Regions from separate parts of the Mus musculus genome. Here region 1 is linked to region 2. The links are chromatin contacts, called in public HiCAR-type maps. All regions are on one chromosome and are shown on one strand. The core of a region is the stretch at or near the end of the contact, and the rest is flanking DNA. Distances in the headings are between cores, read along the strand shown.

Evidence for each region. HiCAR-type assays count read pairs that join an accessible place to other places.
Region 1: a contact with region 2 is called in a HiCAR-type map of fibro-adipogenic progenitors, with 2.3 times the contacts expected there. The contact joins the enhancer-like site here to the promoter of Lmntd1 in region 2. A contact is called at or near these places in 1 of 39 promoter capture datasets (macrophages), 5 of 484 Hi-C or Micro-C datasets (embryonic fibroblasts, liver, nephron progenitors and 1 more), 2 of 115 datasets of contacts at active chromatin or transcription factors (embryonic fibroblasts and fibro-adipogenic progenitors) and 3 of 9 other capture datasets (adipose tissue, embryonic stem cells and liver).

What each region holds. Positions count from the first base shown.
Region 1 is chr6:145,561,076-145,567,599 of GRCm38.p6, forward strand. All of the region lies in intron 1 of Gm38475 (a long non-coding RNA gene), which reads right to left. Among named protein-coding and RNA genes, the nearest start is that of Gm38475, 50 kb to the right of the region's middle. Within about 2 kb of position 3,831, at least 36 of the 459 cell types and tissues checked have an H3K27ac peak or open chromatin away from gene starts, as enhancers often do. A contact at or near this core is called in embryonic fibroblasts and fibro-adipogenic progenitors, where this site is marked.
Region 2 is chr6:145,433,331-145,439,218 of GRCm38.p6, forward strand. Lmntd1 (lamin tail domain containing 1) reads right to left here and starts at 1,595. Exons shown (of 10, transcript NM_028742.2): 1 at 1,575-1,595; 2 at 544-671; 3 at 356-465. The coding sequence starts at 435.

The DNA.
Region 1 (6,524 bases), core at 2,581-5,080, 130 kb after region 2:
TATCATATCATTGCAAGTAAAGATGCTTTGACTTCTTCCTTTGTACCCCTTGATATCATTCAATTGTCTTATTGATCTAGCTAAGACTCCAAGTATTATACTGAGTAGGGATGGAGAGAATGGACAACCTGTCTTGTTCCTGATTTTAGTAGAACTGCTTTGAGGTTTTTTCCCATTTAAGTTGCTGTTGGCTGTAAGCTTGCTGTAACTGCCTTTATTACATTGAGGTCCTTTTATCCCTGACCTCTTCAGGGCATTTATTATAAAGATGTAATGAATTTTGGCAAAGGCCTTTCCTGCAGCTGCTGATGAAGTGATCATGTGGCTTTTGACTTCACCCCAGTTTCTTAAAGAAACACCAGTGGGTATCTTTTGTATACTTTGTTCTTTGAGAAGGGGTCTCTTGTAACCTAAACTGGCTTAAAACTCTCCAAGTAGATGAAGCTGCCCTTAAAGTCCTGATCTTTCTGCCTTCCACTTCCAAAGTGCTGGAATTAGAGGCATGCATACACACCAGACCTAGCAATCCTTTCTATGTTCTTCTCCCAGGACACAGAAGGATGCAGTTCTGGGTATTGTACTTGAAGGAGCTGATGGGTGGTCACATGACTTGAGAGATGAAGCAGGGAGATCAGAAATTCAGTCATCCTCACCTACACAGCCAGCCAGGGATGGCCGGAGCTGCAGGAGACCCTAGGTCAAGGCAAACAAACAAACAAACAGGAAAGGAGGAACTAAAGTTTCCCCTCACAACATAGAAAGTACTCAAAACATTTAGATAGCTGCGTATGAGCTGAAGGAAGGTGAACAAATGGAACTAACATTAAAAAACAAAGACAAGCCTTTTGTGTTCTGCCGACAGATCTCGCTCCTCTACTTCTCTCTCATGTCTCCCTGCCTCTCCTCTTCCCTCTCCTTCTGTCTCTCCTTCTCTCCCTCAGCATGTATATGTACTGAATAAATTTCTCAAGAAGACAGGAAGACTGAACAGATTACTGCTGTGAAGGCCACCGTGGCTCAGTCTCTGCTGCTTACTTCTAATGTTCTTTTGGTTGCTGACTGTGGATGATTAAGGAGTGCTAACTTACCTCTGGCTCCCAACACGTCAGCAGCTGACTGTACAGTGATGTTTCTAACCCTGACCCTGTCTTCTGTATACACAGTTCTGAAATTCAGGGCAGAGGGTCTATCAACGACAGAGGGTCTGTCATTCGGTTTGACAGGGCAGAGGGTCTATCAATGTCTGTCATTTGGTTTGATTTTTCTTTAAGGACTGGCTTCACCACGGATGTCTGGAGAGCTAAAAGTGGCGACCTGGACATCAGTGACACAGAGTGAAAATGGTAAAGCAGTCGTTGAGCACTCTGGGCACATGAATGATGGCTGCGTAGAGACTTCTACAAATCAAGACCCACAGATTTGCTTCCAGTAGGCTGTGAGGATGCCAGAGTAGCTGAGATACAGGAGCTGAACATCTATATTGCATGTAACTAAACTGCATAGTTAATATATAAATAGCAAGCAGTGCAGGATAAGATGGTGCGAATGAAAACACTCACCCAGTTAAAACTAGCTGCAACAGGCCCACCTCTCATATGTTCAGACAAGGAACATGTATCAGAGCCCAATTCCAAAACAAGTTCAATGCCCAGCCCAGAACAATTATCTGAAGTGGAAACTTAGGGTTCTTGGAAAGTCAGTTGTGTTGGATGGTGTTTTCCTGGGGCAAACACGTGAAGGAGTGTTTTCCTGAAGGAGACACAGGTGAAAGACTAAGACAGACTCCTGAAAGTAAGTTTCACTGAAGCAGACACAGGTGAAAGGATGCTCTGCTGAAGCAAGCACGTGCAAGGACACGTGAAGAATTCTTCGCTAACACCACCCGTGCATTGGTCCACCTTACACTGTGTGATTGGGCTCCATATGTTGGACTCTATAGAATAGAGAATTGCACCAAGAAACTTCTGGTGGTGTGCCTAGGCTTCTTGCTGCTTCTGCCGACTTGGGCTGATTGGCAGAGTGGTATCAGCTGAAGCAGACACACGTGCCAAGGCAAGAAAGACACAGTGAGACAAGACCCATGGAGGACATGTGATGTTTGGAGGGGGTATAAATAGAACTCTATGGACAGTGACAGAGGCTGAGCTTGGCTTGCTTGTATAGCTGACCGCTTCTTGGTCTTGAGTCTTTGCTGATCCTTACTTTGCTGGGAGAGGCACAGCCGAGAACTTTCCCTGGCATTCCTGTTGGCCTGGTCCCTCCTACTGACTGGTGCTGAGGCTGAGGCCCGGCTGTTTCTGCTAGGTAGTGCCATAGCTGCTGATCATGTTTGCTATCCCAGCTCTATTGAACTGGACTACTGGTGCGTCTGTGAAGTGCTTACAAGAGGGTTGAGCTGCCCAGACAACACAGAAGGGAGTTGCTCTAAAGAACCATTTCTAAACAGGTCCACTTCCCTCCATATCCTTTCTTTTCCATTACCTCTGGTGGGTGGTGGGCTAGAAGGGAGGTTAAAGCATTTAAGAACCATCATTAAAAATAGGCTTTGAAAAATTTAAAGTTACAACTGTCCTCCTTTGTACTTCTCTCCCTCATTTTATCACAACCAAGACAAGTGCTGTGTGACCTGCCCTGGGGTCAGATAGTGAGGGCAATGATGAACCAAAGGAACAATCACACCCAGGTCTGCCCTGGTGAAGCAGTCAACTTCTCTGGATTACTTACAAGAGCATGAGTCACTCAATGGCAGCTGTGGCACTGGAGAGCCCCACAGATCAGAATACGTGACAACTCATAGAAAGTGTATCTCTGGAGCTCCCTGCCCAGCCTGCAGGCAGCTCCGCCGAAGAGTCTCCTCAGCGGGGCTGGTGAGGCTTCTGAGTTTCTTGTTGCTTTTATGAGCCTAGTATGTTGTATCCCTTCCCTTCAGGATGGCATGTTTCAATGGGGGAGGAAACAGCAACAATGCAACAAGTCAGACTGGCTCAGCTGACACCTGTACGCCAGTGTGCCATTGACAAAGGCATGGTATTGCTAAAGGACTTTACCACTGACAGATGAGATGAGTAGCTAGGCAGGTGTTCTATAACATGAGAGAAATGTTTGTACTGAAGGCTGTGGGATCCCACAGAAGATGAGTTACGGGAGTAAGAGGATACTTTCTTAGCTCAAGTAATATAATTGAAGGCAGCCATATTATCTATGCCCATCACTGATAGTGGGCAACCTGGGGGGGGGGAGCTGTTAGCTCAGGCTTTGCTTTTATCTACAACCACCCTCCCGCCAACCCTTACTTCCCATGATATAGAACTGCCTATATTCTGACTGACCTGTAGAAAGACACTCCAAGAACTAGCCAAGAATCTTACGTAGGATCTACCGTCGGCTACAGGAATACTTCCCGTCCAGACTGGGGCAGCCCCAGCTGGGACTCAACCCTCCCGAAACTCTGGAAACAAGGTGCTAGGTTTGGTCATTTCACTCTTTTTGTTTTGCTCATTTCTTTATATCTCTCTCTCTCTCTCTCCTCTTCCTCCTCCTCCTCTTCCTCCTCTTCTCCTTCCTCCTCCTCCTCCTCCTTCCTTCCATCCTTTCTTTGTATTTTTGGTTTTTGCTTTATTTTGCTTTGTCTGGCTATGAAACAAGGTCATATTATTATACAGCCCAGGCTGGCTTCAAACTCAAAGTGATCCTTCTGTGTCCAGAGGGCTGGCATTATAGTTAGGTACCACAATGAGAGCTCTGCCTGACAAGTAAGTGGGTACACATGCGTGGAGTTGTCTGGTTACAGAAACAAAACGTGGTTGTGATTAACATTACTGGGCCGCTTACTCACAAGGCTATCACGTTACAAGTCTTACTCATGAGGCTCAGCAATATTCCCTGAGCCATCCTGTGTAAGGCACTGGAGGCAGGCATGGTGGCACTAAGGCATGATCCCTCTTGGAGGGGAAGGTGGCTGTGTACAAGTCAGAGACAGACACTGAGCTGCAGCCCCTGGGCTTTGGCTCATCTCTGGCAGGTACCACACTTGGAAGAGTGCTGGGCTCTAGGAAGCCCAGCAAAGGTCATTACTATGGAGTTTGAAAGGCTTCCAATACACAAGGAACTTGGACTATTTTTAAATGCAGCTCAAAGCTAAGCTAAATCAGAATCAAGTTATAACCACATTGATTCAAACTTCATGGTTAAGGTTCTGGATTGTAATTAAATTAGGATCCAACCACTCTAGGATGATTACAAAACTTGTCAGCTCTTAGATCCTTTGAAAGTGAAATATGGGCTGTTTATAATAAGAGCAAAATAATGGTGTAAGTGAGGACTGTCCTGGACACACAGGATTCCTACTGAGGGAAGGGCTTGAGAGATAGTTAAATAAGGCTTAAAGATGTTACTATGTTTAATCAAGACAATTCATGATCTGATCTATATTTAAATTATATATAAATATATATTAATATATATATTATATATATTATATTATACATGTACATATAATATATAATTGGTACATTCATCATGAAAAGTAGTACAGATTATCTTTTTAAAATTGGACTATAATTTCCAGTAAAGGAAATGAAGTCAGGCTAGCAAGGAGGTGCCTGTAGCTCACATGAATTGCAGTGCAATTCACAAGTGAGCGCATATAAAAAGAACAATGTATTCTGTGATGGCTGGATGAATAAAGCCAATGAGATATGATTCAGCCATGGGGAATATGGGAATGTGCCATTTATGACCAGATGGGTAAACCAGGAGGACATTGTGCTAAGTGAAATAAGGCAGATGACAGACAACATGGGAGCCTAGCCAAACGGGGCATCTTTAAGGAATTACTCACAAGCAGATGGGGTGAGCGCTAGCAAGTCTTCTGAGGTGTAACTCTGGGGTCAGATATGAACATGGTCAACAGAGTCGAAGATATTAGATTGATAACTTGAAATTTGCTATGAGGTCACATCCAATGTCTTTACCACAAAACGCACATACCTTGTCAGGTAAGGATGGAGATCAATAATGAGTGTGCTTGACACCTCAGCTTGATGTACACCCACTCAATCATGAGACCAATCACTCTGGCCTCTGTGTACAGACAGGATTGTATGGGCCACAGGAAAAGGCAGGAGACGTTTAGAAAACATTGCAAGGACTGAAGTGACGTGTAATACCCGTTCACACTCAAGAGGAGAAAGGGAAATAGAGAAGGATCCAGTCCATAGACAAGGGGGCGGGGCCTCTAGACAAGGGGGCGGGGCCGCAGGACTAACCAACCTCTGAGAGTGCAGGAAGAGCTGCTATGCACAAGAAGTTGCTGTTCACTGATAGAACAATAAGAACCAGTGTCTTTGGATTTCGTAAAGGTGTGCGCCACCACTGCCCGGCTACTCTTAAGACCCGGTAAGGGTCAATCGTATGCTCCGAACAGCCCTATGCAGAAGGCATTGCTATCTCAAATATAAGCAAGCAGGCTACAGGCCAGGGAGTGAAGTCGCCAGGGTTCAACCAGGGAGCTGCAGAACAAGGCTTTTATTACTTCAATTGTGGTAACTCCAGAGTCCACCTCTTCATGCTGAGCCATGCTGTTTTGAATCTGTTTGACTTTGACTCTAACTCAGGGCCCCAGTTCCACATCTGTCCACCATCAGTGAATGATGTTGGAAACAGGACATGAATAGGCTGAACCAGCACTCCCACGGTTGGAACACATGCTGTGATGCTGAGGAAGAATCACTGGTGTCGAGGGTCACACATGCATCCTAAATGAGCACTAGCTTCTGTATGCTGCATTCTGCACTTTGTGAAAGAACAGGAGCCTGCCTCTGTTTGGCATCATGGCCACTCCTGGAAGCTGTGTAACTGGGAGGAGTCTGGTGTAAGCTCCTGGCTTCAAGTTCTTTCTTACCTCCTGTTGCCAGGGTGACTTCTCTGAGTTATTTAACCTCTTTGTCTGTCTCACCCTCAGAGAAGGGGATACGGTGACACTGCTCTGAAGGCTGGCAAGCAGCTCTCTAAACTCAAATCACTTTCCTTCTAGCCACAAAGTTCAACGGTACCCTCCAGCCCCGCCCCCAACCTGGGATAAGAGCACCTGGCCCACATGCACCTCTCAGACAGCACTACACCTTCTTCTTCCCCTTCTGAGAATCAGTACAGAGGATCCAGTGAGGACTCAAAGGCCCTGGGGTCAGCAGAGCCACAGATGTCAGCAGTCTGGAGGCGGAAGGCCTCCTTCTGAGTAAGGTGGTCCACTCATATCTGCCTGAGCCACTGGCGAACGTCCTCAGTGATGTGAATCTCTGCCTTCAGTGCTTATCTTCACTGTCCCCTTGACTGGGCGTGGACTTCCCGTGGGCTGGCTGTGTCCATGCCAGTGTTTCACAGAGAAGATAAACTGGAGAAGGCAAAATCTACCCTGAATGTGGGTGATGACGGGACTGGGATCCCAAATCAAGCGAGAACAGAGCCCTCCTCCCCTGGGTTTTCTGCTGTGCTGTGATGTCAGGGGACCCAGCCAATGTTCCCAC
Region 2 (5,888 bases), core at 345-2,844:
TTATGGAAGAGTTCTGTCTAGGGCAATTCTTTATGTTGCTTAGAGGAGGGGGGGGGTCTTATAAAACAGAGGTTGGGAAAATAGTTGATGCTGTGAGTCATTATATTTGGGAAACCTATGGAATTTGTAGTTCTAATGACTTCCCAGATGGTTTTTATTGTACTTACTATTGGGGAGGGAGCTCCTTCCATGACAGAGGTTTGGGACCACATCCCAGTCACAAGGCTTGCAGGCAAGCACTTTTACTTGCCAAGGCGCGAGACACCCACACCTAAGTCATTTTTAAACACTGAGGTATGTATTCCATCCCAAACTGTAAGCCAGACCCCGCTTGCCCCAGTTGGTGTGTTCTTACATCTCTCCATCCTGTACTTTACTGTCTTGCTTATTGATGCTGGTGACACTGGCTAGAGGCTCCGATGCTTCCTTCATCATGGCTGGCAGAGGAGGTGCCTCTTCTCTTCCCTAGGTAAAGAGATCATGGCCTCAGGCAGTGACCACAGCAGAGGCTCAAGGGGGACTTTCTTTTTAAGATGATCTTACCTGCTAATCCAACTGTCTTCAGTTTATCAAATTTTATGATTCCTTTGCTACACTGGTACTAGAAAGACCATTCTCACGAGAAATGTCAGAGTCGACGTATTCAATGCCTCTCTCTATGGGCGAAGAATCTGAGACAAACCACAGAGAGACCATGGCGAGCAGCTCAGCCTTTATGACAACCAACGACCTCGCATCTGGCCACCACTGCCTCTAGAGAACAGGCTCATGTCACCATGGTTACAGAGCTTCCAGCTCTGAACGCTGACTGCTGTAGTGAAGTCTGTAGACCATCAACACTGAGTGCCATACCTCCCTCAGAGGCTGACATGTTCAGTGGTCCATTGTGGGTTTCTGAGGACCTAGGGCAGTACATAAATGTTGGAACCTATCACAACTCATGTTTTCACAACTCTTCTCTCTTCTTTGCTTTCCCCCTCCCTCTAGCAAAGACTATACAGAAAACAACTGGGGCAGGAATGGAAACCATGTAACTTTAAGGCACAAGGCAGTTTGTTAGTGAGGATAACCAAAGCCAATTAATAACTGGAATCCTTCCAGTTATACCAAGATCACAAGTTAGGAAAACTCTCCCTAACTTCATTTCTTCTCTGTGTAGAAGCCCACACTTAATGTTCTATGATAGAAAATGGTGGTGGGAGAGTACAGTCACCAGATATGAAGTTATAGGCATCTATGCATTTGTTACATACATTATGGATGATGAAAGGAATGAATGAACTCATTTAGAAATTATCAGAGAGCATCTACTATGTAACCAACGGTAGCTAGGTGCTACAAATGAGCAATTCTTCCCATGGAAGACAACACACTTTCCGATTTAAATTATAATTGTTAATAAGTTGAAAAAGGACAAGAAGTTGGAAGGCAGTAAACATTTGGCTACACTTTCTCAACCTTGAAGATGAAGCCTGTGCCCTTTGAACACAATAGGCCTACTGGGTAACAATCTCCTTGGGAGACTTATGGGAAGGGCTGAGAATGGATTGATCATTTCCTGATTTCCCCCTTACCCCACCTCCTCCAGTCTGTGTGGGTTCTCAGCTGTTACATGCTCTCATGAGGTCATTATGACCTCATTTGTCTTATCGGAGATTCTATTCATGGTTTCATAGTTCCGAGGAAACTTTTATCAACTGAGAAAAGCTTCTGAAAGCTTTGAATGTGTGACTGCGCCAGCCTTCCCCCTGCAGCAGACTACGTGTGGATGCTTGAGGGACCATTCCCTGTGCAGTGGACTTTACGTGTGGCCACTTCAGTGACCACTTCCTGGGCAGTGGGCTCTGTGTGACTGCTTCAGCATCCACTCCGTCAGTGGACTTTCCTTGCTCCCTTGCCTAAGCTACTGTACTTTTATAACAAAACCAATTTTCCTTCTTTGCTGCCATGGAGACAATGCCAGTGATTTTGAAGCAAGGACAAAATAGAGCACAAGGAGAATTTTGCATGAGAACACAGGGTCAGGAGCCAAGATTTGGGTGTGTATGGGGAGGAGCCAAGATTTGGGTGTGTGTAGGGCTGGCTTTTACTGGACAGGAACCAGAAGTATTAGACTCACTAGGACCTGACATACTCTTTCTTGGCACAAAGCTTTCCCACACAGCACCTGACATGCCAGATAGTCACAGTTGTGGAAAATAAATGACAACTTGAGTCTGAAATCTAGCTTCACAATACATATGAATTCAAAGCTAGCTTTACATTTGTATAATGCAGACCTAAGCTCCCCAGGAAGTAAGCATTGGTTACTGAGAGGGACCATATATGCCTGCTGGGATCTGTTGCTCACCATTTTGAAAAAGGGGATCCACCAGGCTGTAGACAGTTCTCATCACCATTGTTATTCCCTCTAGCTCAGGAAGGACATGGCCAAACAATAGCTGGGAAAACGACGCCCAGCCACTTCTCCAGGCAAATATCTGAGCCTGGGTCCTGTCACCATAAGTAAGATTTGGGTGTGTACAGGGGAGTAGCTACGGTGGGAGAGAGATGGGAGCATGCCTTCTGATAATGCAGAAGCTAACTGACGTGACCTTTGGCCAAAGGCATTGCACCAGGGCTTGGGGCAGGAGTTACGCCCTTTGCTTTGCTTTGAAGGACTTGTTCCCACGCTCATTCCCCAGTTGACTCCTGCCCAGTGTATTCCTGGATCCGAAAGTCTATCCATTTCTAAACAGGATCAACCCTGCTTTTCTTCACCTCTGCTCTAAGATCACCCGTTCTCCCGCTTCTCGGTTATCTCTGACCTTAGCCCCTATGGGAGAAAAAATTCCAGAAGTTTGTATGGGGAATTAAGCCCTTTTAAGAGTAGATAGGGAATAGAAAACACGGAACTGAGTTTTGCTTGTGATACTAGACTTTGGGAGGTAGAAGCAGGAGGGTCACCATGAGTTCAAGGCCAGTTTGGTTTGTACGGAGGGTACTAGGCCAGGCCTACAAAAGAAGACCCTGACTTAAAAACAAAGAAGATGTTTCATATCTTGTGTTTTTTGTCCTAGTGAAGCAAGAATTAAATGTGGGGAAATTCCACTTCTTCTATTTAAAATATTAGGCAAATACTTACATATGCACAATTTTGAAATCATTGATGAGAACAAAGATCTGGGTTCATGTTAAAGTCTTCAGTTGCCACATGTGGAGAGTGTTTGCTCATCAGGGGGTTCATGAAATCATTGTTTGGTTGTTTTGTTTTGTTTGAGACATGGTTTCTCTGTGTGTCCCTGGCCATCTTGGAATTAGCTCTATAGATCAGGGTAGCCTTGAACTCACAGAGATTCACCTACCTCTGGCTCTGCCTCTCAAGTTCTGGGGTTAAAGGCATGTACCACCACTGCCCAGCTAAACTGGCAATATAGTTAGGATGTCTTGTGTGAAGGAGGGCTGTGTACACTGGCTTTCCTTTCCATCTCCAGCAGTGGGTACACATGTGGGCAACATAAACCTGAGGAGTATGGCAAAAAGTATCCCAACACGCCCCCTCTCCTCAGGCTCAGAGCGCGGCATACAGCTTCATATCTGCACACACAGTATGGACTCCCACTGCATGGCATCTTACCAGTCTAAGAAGGTGTGGGTTCCTCTCACTCCTTCATTGTCTACATGGAAGTAACTCAGCCTCAGATGCAGGCGCTGTTTTACCTCAGGCATCATCAATCATGAGGGGCTGCCTGAGAATGACAAAGGAGGCCAGGAGGCCATTTGTTGGGAGATTAAAATTTCAGGTAATTTGCCCAAACCTTGTTCATAGACCCTGGGTTGAAGGAGTAAAACAGGAGTTATCAGAAGCCTGTACCCATGGAGTCAAGCATAGATACAGGAGCAGACAGATCCAAGTCAGCCCCGAATGGAGACACAGGCAGGCAGTGAAGGGGCCACGACCTAGGCGCCTCTCCCTGTCTGCTTCCTGCATAGCTAACTGGTCAGTGGTTGCTACTGCCAATTATTATTCATTATTGATTACAGATGCAGGTGTCCATGATGGGTACAGTCCCCCAAAGAGACCCCATTGCACTAATAAATGAAGCTGTTTCCAGTATTCAGACAAACTATAAACAGATTTCAGTTGGTAAATAGGAAGCTTTACCCTCATTTAAGATGGAGACTAGAAGAAGTGATGAGGACCTTTCAGACTCTTATGTCCTTCGTGAGGAAAGGGCACCTCCAACCTTCACTGTCACAGCAAAGAGATCAGGGATGGGACGGCCTGCCATGCATACAGGAGGACCTGAGTTTGGGTTCCCTACACCCACAGAGAACCCCAGCTTCTTGTTTGGCTGCAGGGATGAGAAGGACCAGCAGGCCTGTCTTACTGTCTCTTCCTGATGTGCTGCTCCGGCACAGCCTGCACGCGTGGCTCTTTTGTAACTGGCTTTGACCCTTCCAATGCTCCAACCACACTGACCTGCACGGTGCCAGTAGATGCCTCTGGCTTCCCAACACCCACGCCTTGATACTGCCGATTCCCACCAATGAACAGTGCCTTTCTCTACCCTCTCGGTTCTACCTCAAAAACAAACAAACAAACAAAACCAACTCTTCATTAACGTCCAGCCTAGCCTTCACATCACAAAACAGAGCAAATGCCTACCTTATAGAGGACTAAATACAATACCTTTAAATGTAGTTCTTGTTTTATTATAAATACTGACGCTATTACCATGTGTCTTTTTCATACATTATTTCTGATTCTCCTGAAGGTAGAAATGACTCATTCCTCTCCCAGGTGTTAGTGGGACACACTGTCTTTTCCACCCTGGCAACATCAGTTTCTGAGGTCTGTCAAGGCTCACTTTCATGACTTCACCTCATCATGGTAGACGCTAAGCTCCCCAAGTCAGAGAACACCTGGGGACTTGTTCCTTCTCACGCCTCCCCAGGGTAGATTCACTGTGTTTACTGAAGGAAGAGCCCCCGTCTCCACTGTGGGAATTACAGCTTTATCATCCACTCACAAATTGCATCTTGGTAGAATAACAAATTAACAAATACTATTATACCTGAAACAACACACTGGGCCACGGTCTGGAGAATTACTGGCACTTCTCAAGGGGAGTTAGCAGGCTCTGAAGGACGGGCAGAGACAGGAAGGAGGCAACATGGTGGCTTAGAAGTAAGGTAGAAAGCTTCATCTCCAGGGAACTGCTTCAGTTCTAACAGAGTTTGTTGAATTCCATTGGTGATATGCTATGCTATTTGATTGTGCGTGTGTGTGTGTGTGTGTGTGTGTGTGTGTGTGTGTGCGTGTGCGCGTGCGCGTGCACGCGCGCGCTGTATGCCCAGGTATGCTTTCCTACGTGGAGGCCAGTTCTTAACCTCAAGGGTCATTCTCCCACATTTTTGTGAGAACCCAGCGGTCTCAGGGATCAGTGTTCCTACATCTCTGTGCTGGGATTACAAGCGTGTGTCAACACACTCAGCTTTTTTCCTCGTGCCCTGGGGACCATACTTGGTACTCTTGCTTGTTTGGCAAGTACTCTTGTGACTGAGTCACCCCCCACCCCCTCCCCAGCTCTGTTTTATCATCTGCTCAGAAAAAAAGGCCTCAAAGAGGAAGTTAACAGAAGACTTTGATATAAATCCAGGGCCCTCGCCCTTCCTCAAGAGATATTTCCAGATATTCCGAGCCTCAGGCCATTGCTCAGTCATGGAGTCTCACCACAGCCAGCAGTGTGATGAGAGGTAACCAGGAGGAGAATGGACTTTAAAATGGCCTCCCTTTCCTGTCAGTGACCTTAAAGAACAGTTAGGAGAGAACACATTCCTGAGGCATTTGACTCAGGCCAGCAATGATGTCACAAGATGTGCCATCAGGAGAAGCCCAGAACACA